Linked DNA regions of Zea mays: region 2 is linked to region 1. A link is a contact called in public Hi-C data. All regions are on one chromosome and are shown on one strand. Each heading gives the region's core, a stretch centred on a gene start, on an enhancer-like site or on the middle of the called end of the contact. The rest is flanking DNA. Distances are from core to core; before and after follow the strand shown.

Region 1 (4,649 bases), core at 560-3,059:
AAGCTGCTAAAACGTCCAAACAATCAGAAGACGGCTGCACCGAAGGCATGCCTCAATTATACGCTTTCAAACTTCCATGGCATCCACAGACCAGCACAGATGTAGGGCTACATGGTTAATTTAAGAGGGGAATTCTATTCTATTTCGTGCTACAATCCCTGTTTCACAGTGCTTGAATAAGGAGGGAGCAAAAGAGCAGCAGTCATATTTACAGATGCATCCACATAACAAAAATAATATCTAGAATGCAGACTAACATTTCCAGCTAGAACAACTAATTTCCCCTTCCATATCAAAACAAAACAAAACAAAAAACAAAAACTTGTATATCACCATGTTTAAGTTCCCATGGCGGTACCATTCAACTTGAAACCAGCTTTGATTTCCAACGAGTCTTTTAAGGAGGCCAACGCTGATCTTTGAAGGCCCTGATGCATTCTACCGTGGACCGGATGCTACTCGACACGCCCTTCCCCAGCTTCGGCAGATCAACTCCTCCTGGAACCTGAGGGCTGTCCTGGAACCTCGGAAGCTTCTGTCGAGATTCTTTCCTCATAGCCGCTGCATTGCCCACGTAGCTGATGGCGTCCCATACCAGACCTCTGATGATGGTTAGGGCGTAGAATCTCGCTGAATCAACAGGGACGCTGCTCGCAAAACCTGTAGGTGAAATTCAGAAGGCAGATCTGTCCGTCATTCATGTGTCAGATGCTTGTACACAAAGGTCGGGAATAGCAACAAATAATCGGGCCTGCACTGAGGCGGTGAGGCCTGCTAATTGTGCATCAGTAATGATAGCATACTGTCAGGTTGCTAAATCATGTGCACCAACTAACACTGGCAAGGACAGGTGAAGCATGGTTGACTGAATATCCAACTACAGACATTTGTTTCCACCAAATCACCAATTAATTGATTGCTACTTGCCCAAATATTTCCATTCTATTTCTCACAACAATCAGGTAGAGATAATAAAAGCACTACTGCACTACACTAACTGAAACTCACACTGGATCCAAGAATTAGTACACCAATACCAACCGTGGTGCACATGGATTATTTATTGAAGGGGACGCAATAACAGAGCATGACTAATTACCACCGTGGTCGTGGTTCCTGATGAGGCTGTGCTGCGGCAGGCCGATGCCGACGCCGGCGAGCGTGAACCCAACGCTGAACCCCACGCCGCACCCGGCGCCTACGTACCCAATCACCTCAGGCCCGAAGCCGGGGCCCCAGCCGACGCCACAGCCGACGCCGAGCCCCACACCCCAGAAGGTGCCGGCCGTCGGGTGCACGGGGTTCCAGCGCTGGTACCGCCCGAGCACGCCCTTGATGATCATCCTCAGCTTCACGGCAGTCTGGACAAAAGGAACAATGCAAGCAGCAGCAAAAGCCTCATCAAAGATCCGACTTTTTTTTCCCCCGCGGAAAAGGAGAATAGAAGAAGCAATGGTGGGCGGCAGCGGAGTACCAGCTTGGGTTGCGCATTTGCTGCCGCTGGCGCGGCTGGTGTTGCGCTGGCCGGCGGCGGCGCGGGAGGGGGAGGCGGTTGGTGGAGCTGGGGGGAGTCTGGCATCAGCGGACCTGCCGCTGCTGCTGTGAAGAAGCCTCTGGGCTCCTCGTGACTCGTGGACGCCGCCGTTCGTGCAGTCTCCCAGCTACAGTCCGAGGTGTAGCAAATCTTATCGCCGTCTCCTCGCCGTCGCTCGTTCTGTCCCAAGCCAATCCAATGCGTCGCCGTCGTGGGTGCCTCTCCTGGCAGGAAAGAGGAAGCCCGTGCACTTTTGTTCGTTTTCTTGGGCCCTGGACGATTTTGGGCTAGCCCATCTGCGCTTGTGGTCGTTGGTAAAAATATCTGGCCTCCAGGCTCCCCGGGAGGATTTAAGATTTAACCTGAAACAGAACATTTCCATGTTAGATGAATAGATGGAGAACAAATTCATTCTTTTAGGAAAATCAATCATATATCGCAGAAGTTCTGTGTTCTGTGACAGTTGAGATCATGGAACAGATCTACAAGCAATACACCATCGGCAGTGGTCTTTGCTAATTTGACACCGGTCCATAAATCATAGACATGGACCCACAAATCATAGACAGAGATAGCAAAATAGCAAAGTGTCAACAGTTGGGAGTGGCGAAATTGCAAATATTTCCATGTACATGAACAGAAACCAAAAGCCATCCTTTCGTAGGATTATTAGGGCTGATTTGGTGACCCGGGATTCTGGGAGGATCGGAGGGAATTGAGGAGGAAATTAGTTTATTTCCCCCTCAATCCCCTCCAATCCTCTCAGGATCTCCTTGTCACCAAATCAACCCTTAAAGAGAACAGAATCAGAGCATACAGTGATGCAGGTTCTGAAACAACCTTGTATCAGAAGTGCAGAAGTTCTGAAAGAACCCTACAGGCCTACAACACCAAACTACTCGTGAAACAACGGGTGAATCAAGTGCTACTGGTTTGGTCAGGGAAGGAACATACAACAGGTGTTAGAAAAGGTTCAGAACTGTACAAGAAAACCCTATCCGATTCATCACTTGGAACCCTTGAAGCCACCGAAGTTGCCGGAATCTGACGTGCCAGAACCACCATAGCCTCTTGGATAACGTGAGGAGCCTGAATCATCAGAGCTCCGGGAACGCCCAAAGTCAGCGTTACCACGTCTGCTGAAATCACTGTCTCCAAAGTCGCCAAATCTATCAGAACGACTGAAGCTAGGCCTGCCAAAGTCACTGGAAGATCGTCTGAAACCTCCAGATCCACCGTGGTACCTTGAACCTGAGTCACGGAATCCACCGCCGCGGTCAGAGGAACCACCAAATCTCTCAAAATCACCGAAGCCTCTGGAACGATGGTCTTCAAAGTCACCATAACCTTCACGGCTAAAAGGTCCACCTGTTCTTCTGCTTCCAACTGATCTAGAGCGAGTATCTCTCATGACATTAAACATGTCTGCAGCCTCGTCTGAAACTGGCATCTTCGGAAGCTGCAAGCGGCAAAAAAAAGGAAGTGGATAAGTTTTCCACATTTCATCTCAACTACAAAAACAACTTCATGAGGATTCGATAGCTTGGTTCCTGAAGTACTCTACCTCTGTGAACCTGCATCCTATATCTTGCTCGATGACCCTTACAGCTCTAGTCTGTTCATACGTGTATATTAGAATTGCACTGCCTTTCTTCCCTGCTCGTGCAGTTCTCCCAGATCTGTGAACAAATAACTCCGATGTATTTGGGATCTCATAATGTACCACCTGAATATATAAGGGGGGAAACTCAAAACTATGCTCACAAAAAGAGTCAGCAGACATATTTTCTGGACGACAAAAAAAGTTTGTGATAAATATTTGCACATAGTATACCCCAGGTCACTCACTAGATCAACGTTGGGTATGTCCAATCCACGAGCTGCGACATCAGTTGCCACAAGGATATTAAAACGACCATCACGAAATCCTGAAAGTGTCCTCTCTCTTTGATTCTGTGAAATATCCCCATGCAGTGCCTGGCACTGATAACTCCTTCCCATGACATATGCCAATCTATCTGCTTCCCGTTTAGTTTGAGTAAACACAATGCATTTTCCACCATTGGCATGCTCCTAATGACATGAGTGGGGAAATGGTTATGTACTGTTTTTTGGCATGTAAATCATAAAACACATGTGCATTTAGGAGGGATACTCACTTTAATCAAGGGACCAATAATTGAAGGCTTCCCGAAGTTATCAGAGGCAATGGAATAGAGAGAGATTCCTTCAGGTAATTTCTGATCTGAGTCACCAACCTGAGAAAGAAGGGAAGCAAATGTCAGGGAATGCCCCCTTAAAATGTACCATTGCTGTGCTGAGAAGAAATCCAGATAATGTCCAGGTGCTGATTTGGTATACTTTTTATAAATGAAAGTGTTGGTGTTCATCAGATGCTTCAGCAATGTTTCTAGACCCAGGAAGATCTATTCAATGCAGGACTTCATATATACATGCATACAAAAGAATGCACGATTGTCACAAGACAAGCTAGAGAAAGTAAGACAAAAATCACACGCAAATAATAAAAGAAGTCACTCACAAGGTCAATTATAACTGGATCCTTTAAGTACTTGTTCGAAATTTTTCTTATCCAACTAGGCATTGTTGCAGAGAACAGCATGCTTTGACGATTCTGTGGCAATTGCTCCATGATCACCTCAACATCTTCATCGAAACCCACAGCCAGCATTTGATCAGCTTCATCTAGGACCACAAACTGGATCTGTGAAAGGTTTAAAACACCCCTTCTCAGAAGGTCAATAACTCGACCTGGTGTTCCGACCACTATGTCAACACCATAGTTAAGAGCTCTCATTTGCTGATTGATAGGAACACCTCCATATACACAGAGGGTGTCCAAGGGAGCAGATTCTCTAAACTCCTTCTCAACCTGCCGAGCAAGTTCTCTTGTTGGTGCCAAGATTATGGCTAAAGGATTCCTGCCATTTCTGCATGCATCGTACTATGCAATTATTACAATATATTCTATCTCCCTGGTAGATAAATTAAAAGAATTCCACATGTGAAAGAGAAACGAACCCAGTCTTCTCGTTGTAGCTTAGGATCTTGTCCATGATAGGAATACCAAAAGCCAGGGTCTTCCCAGTCCCTG
Region 2 (4,212 bases), core at 273-2,772, 450 kb after region 1:
CAAACAGGCACGCTGTACTGTACGCAGCGGTAGTAGCCAGTACTAGCTAGCTGGGTCTCTGCATGCATCCATCGGCATCGGCGCGCGGCGCCCGCGACGGCGACGGCGACGGAGGCGAGCGAGATCGATCGAGTCGGTATGTGGTTGCATTCGTCCGGCCCGGAGAGAAAGACAAGGAGAAGAAGCGCGGCACAGGGCGCGGTGTCTGTGTATGTCTCTGTCTCGGGTCAGGTCGATCAGGTACGTCGATCGACGATCAGGGTTCAGGGTAGGTAGGTGGTGGTCCACGTACGTCGTCGTCCTCGACCTCGATCTACCACAAAGCAATGAGAAAGCAAGGGGGAGTAGTAGTGCGCGGCGCACTGGATCCCGTACGCGTGCATGCTAATGCTATGCTGTGCGCACACGCACCGGGCCGTACGTGGTCACGCACGCCGCGCGGCCGGGACATGCCATATGGCCTTTGTCCCGCGCAGGCTCTCTGGCAGTCTGGCTCGAGGTGGTCGAGGCCGGGGCGGGCGGGCGGGCGGCGGCGGCGGGCGAGCTGGGTGTCGCGGTCGCGGGCGGACAGAGGGGCGGCTGTGCTGTGTGTGTGTGTTCCGCGCCTGGCCGCTGTGTGTCCTGGCGACTGGCGTGGCGGCTGACGAATTCGCGGGACGTGGCGTTGTCGGCTCCGTGTCGGCGGCCGAACCACCACGAATCACTGACGTATCTCGTCTCCTCTCTCCTCTAGACTCCCACGATACGGCCAACGAAGTGTATGTACATATATACCCATGGTCATATGGCAACAAACGCCAACGCCAGCAGAGCACTGCCCGGCGGCCTTTTTCCCATCTCTCTCTCTCTCTCTGATGGCCTGATGGGGTGTGCATGCCTGACTGACTGATAGATAGATAGATGGTCAGGTCCGTCTGATCCTCATCGGCCTAGCTCACCCCACGCGAAAAAAGCCACTGCTGGCTGGCGCCCAGTTGCGCTTGCAACAGTCACTTTAACGAGCCCCGTCCTTGCGTTTGCCCTCCTCGCTCTGCCCCTGCCGCCGCTGCGTGGTGGTGCTGGTGCATGAGGCAGGCGTCGTACTAGTGCATGCAATGCAACCGTAGGAGTGCGTTGCGTACCCTGGTCTGTCCCTGCGGCCTGGCCTGCCGCCCTTGTTCGTTGCGGATGCGGGGGGTGCCGGGTGGGTACTGTACTGTACTACTGGGTAGAGAGAAGTAGATATAGATAGATAGAGAGAGAGAGAGGTCGGTCACCCCGGGCGCGGGACACAGCCTCTGCGAAAAAGCGATCCATGTCGCGCCTAGCTTTGACCCGGAACGGATCCCCCAACCAGGAACCAGCAGAGCAGGAGGGCCAGGCCACCACCTCTCGCCATTCCATTCCCGGTCCTAGCTAGTCCTGTTCTGTTCCTGTAGCAGTAGCTACGGTACTACGAGTCCTCCTCGACGTCCCAGGCACTACTCCACTCCACGCAGCAGCAGGCAGCGAGCATCTCTCGACCAGATGCATACAAGCTACACCCTCCTCGGCTCCGATCCTACCCATGCCGGCCCAGGCGGCCTATAAAAGCGCACCCCCGGCCCGTCTTCCTCCCACTGCATGCCCATTGCCCCCCCGGCCTTCGCCGTGCCAACGACACACCTCATCACCGGCCGGAACATTCCACGACCGAAGAAACCAGTCCCTAGCTAGTCCACGCACGACCAACAAGGCAGGCGAGCGACGACAGTCCAAAGCCTCCAAGAAGAAGAAGAACGAAGATGCTGCGGATGGAGGTGCAGCAGCAGCAGCAGGAGTCGGGAGTGAGCGGCGGCGTGGTGGCGGACGCGGCGGCGGCATCCGGGGCGGATGCCGCGCCGACGACGACGACGATGGTGGCCGCGGCGCCGCACTCGGCGTCGGCGCTGGCGGTGTACGAGCGGGTGGCGCGCATGGCGGGCGGGAACGCGGTGGTGGTGTTCAGCGCCAGCGGCTGCTGCATGTGCCACGTCGTCAAGCGCCTGCTGCTGGGCCTCGGCGTCGGCCCCACCGTGTACGAGCTCGACCAGATGGCCGCCGGCGGCGGCGGGGGCAGGGAGATCCAGGCGGCGCTGGCGCAGCTGCTGCCGCCGGGCCAGCCGCCCCTGCCCGTCGTCTTCGTGGGCGGACGCCTCCTCGGCGGCGTCGAGAAGGTCATGGCGTGCCACATCAACGGCACCCTCGTCCCGCTCCTCAAGCAGGCCGGCGCGCTCTGGCTCTGATCGCGCCGCCGCCGTCGTCGTCGTCGATCGGCCACTGCAACAGTGTGTGTGTGTGGGTGTCCATCTCCGTGCATGCGATCGATCGCTGCCCCTTAGACCTTAGTTAGTTACTCACTTACTACCTTAGCTTGCGTTTTAATGTAACCTCTACTAAGCTAGCTAGCTCTTGTTCTGTTCCGTGCCCATGCATGAGAGAGATCGAGTAATGCTGCAATCGCCTGCTGCAATTAATGCAGCAGCGCACGACGTCGCCGATATATGATGGTGCATCGATTATTGCACTCCGATCCATGGATATCATCGATCTTAACCGGACGTGGACGTACGGTGCCCCGGCCGGTGCAGGCAGATCGAGGAGGGCGGCGGCCGGCGATGCCCCCGGCTGAGGTCACAGAGCAGCAGCCGGGGGCCAGTCAGCAGCCTTGTAAAAGCGTACGTACGTACGTACGTCGTCGAGACATCAACGACGTACGGGGACGCAACGCAACGCAACCAGCCAAAACGGGATCGTTCGAACTAGAGCAAGACGTACGTACGGCTTTTGATGAGCTGGCGGTGTTAGACTGTTAGACATAAAAAAATACATAATACTATAATAAACATACAAGCTATCCATGGTTTCTAGCTTTATGCATGTTGGGGCTGCACTAATGACCATAGTAATTCGCTCATCAAGTGTTGTGAGGTACCATGGAAACTTCAAACTACGTACAGTTAGCAAATATGGACCAAACACAATGCACAAAATTTTACGTGAAAAGACTTTATAGGAAGAAAAAACACGAGCGTCAATCGTCAATCTTCATTATACGATGAGAGCTTATAGAACATAGAAAATACCTTCTCGTGCGACTTATAAGTTGTATATATATACGACGGACAAACTATAGTCTAATATGAAAATAAATCCACTAATTGATATAACCCGACCTGCACATGTGCCTCCAGACGTCCTCGCAAGACTCGCGCTAAAATTCACACGCAAGACTCGCGCTAGAATTCACATTGTATTTCAATAAACTCCACCTCATGGAGACGGCGGCGGTGCATCAGCAGGCAGAGGAGGGCGCGACGGCGACGCTCCCCCGGGCGGGGCCCTAGCTAGCTGATGTCAGGGAGCAGGAGCCAGAGCAGCCTTGAGCTGGGCCTGGGCAGCTGGCGATCGAGCGTCCCTTTGTAAAAAAAAATAAATAAAAAAGTGGCTTTTGACGGGCCAGCTGCTGGCGGCGTTAGTTTGTTGGCGCTTCGCTTTGTAGTAGATGAACGTAACCACACTTGTTTGTATAGTGCAGCATGCATGTATCGTGGTTTGGTATTGTGCTATTGCGATTTGCGAGCGTCGTCCGGACGGTCAAAGCAAGGTGACGTATATAGGGCAGCAGGAGGGGAAGCTAGCCGTTGCGTGGTATGCAGCGCTGCTTTATTTGGATGCATGCATATACATGGGGAGGGTAGATATATATCGATCAGTGGAGAGACCAGCCAAACAATGGAGGGCATGCATCACGCATGCATGGCGTGGCGACCTGACAGAGGCAACTGCGCCGCGACGACGATGGCAATATGCCGACCGCGCGCGCCGAGTCGGTGCAGTGCAGTGGGTCGGTTTCCGGGAATAGGCCCGGCAAGCTGCCGCGGCCGCGAAAGCGAAAACCCATGCATTGCCAGCAGTCTCTCTGGTGCCGCCGATGCGAGCGTACGTGACGAGGGAGGTACGGTGCACTGTCTGTCCCCGGCCATGGCAGTGCGCAAATGCAAAGACGAGCAGCTGCATGCAGACTATCAAAGTCGAACAAGTTCTTGTTTTTTCATTAGCATCAAGCAGCTCTTCATAACACGAACCATCAATGCTGCCCATTCAATTTTGAAATGAAAACTAGTTTCGAGATCTCCACTTTTTTTTTTTTTGTCAACCTCGTTGCTTGTTTCGGTACACGACCATATATATACATGCATGGTCACAATGGTA

Evidence for each region. A called contact is a pair of places that touch in the nucleus more often than the background predicts.
Region 2: a contact with region 1 is called in a Hi-C map of tassel, with 1.9 times the contacts expected there. The contact joins the promoter of LOC103631945 here to the promoter of LOC100191251 in region 1. A contact is called at or near these places in 3 of 25 Hi-C or Micro-C datasets (ear, leaf and tassel).

What each region holds. Positions count from the first base shown.
Region 1 is chr7:5,118,621-5,123,269 of Zm-B73-REFERENCE-NAM-5.0, forward strand. LOC100191251 reads right to left here and starts at 1,810. Exons shown (of 2, transcript NM_001136685.1): 1 at 1,100-1,810; 2 at 123-660. The coding sequence starts at 1,343. The coding sequence ends at 398. LOC100281387 (nucleolar RNA helicase 2) reads right to left here. Exons shown (of 7, transcript NM_001154305.2): 2 at 4,577-4,649; 3 at 4,077-4,485; 4 at 3,694-3,792; 5 at 3,383-3,607; 6 at 3,099-3,260; 7 at 2,328-2,993. The coding sequence ends at 2,541.
Region 2 is chr7:5,565,321-5,569,532 of Zm-B73-REFERENCE-NAM-5.0, forward strand. It overlaps LOC103631945 (glutaredoxin-C9), which reads left to right and starts at 1,523. Exons shown (of 1, transcript XM_008653797.3): 1 at 1,523-2,490. The coding sequence starts at 1,764. The coding sequence ends at 2,243.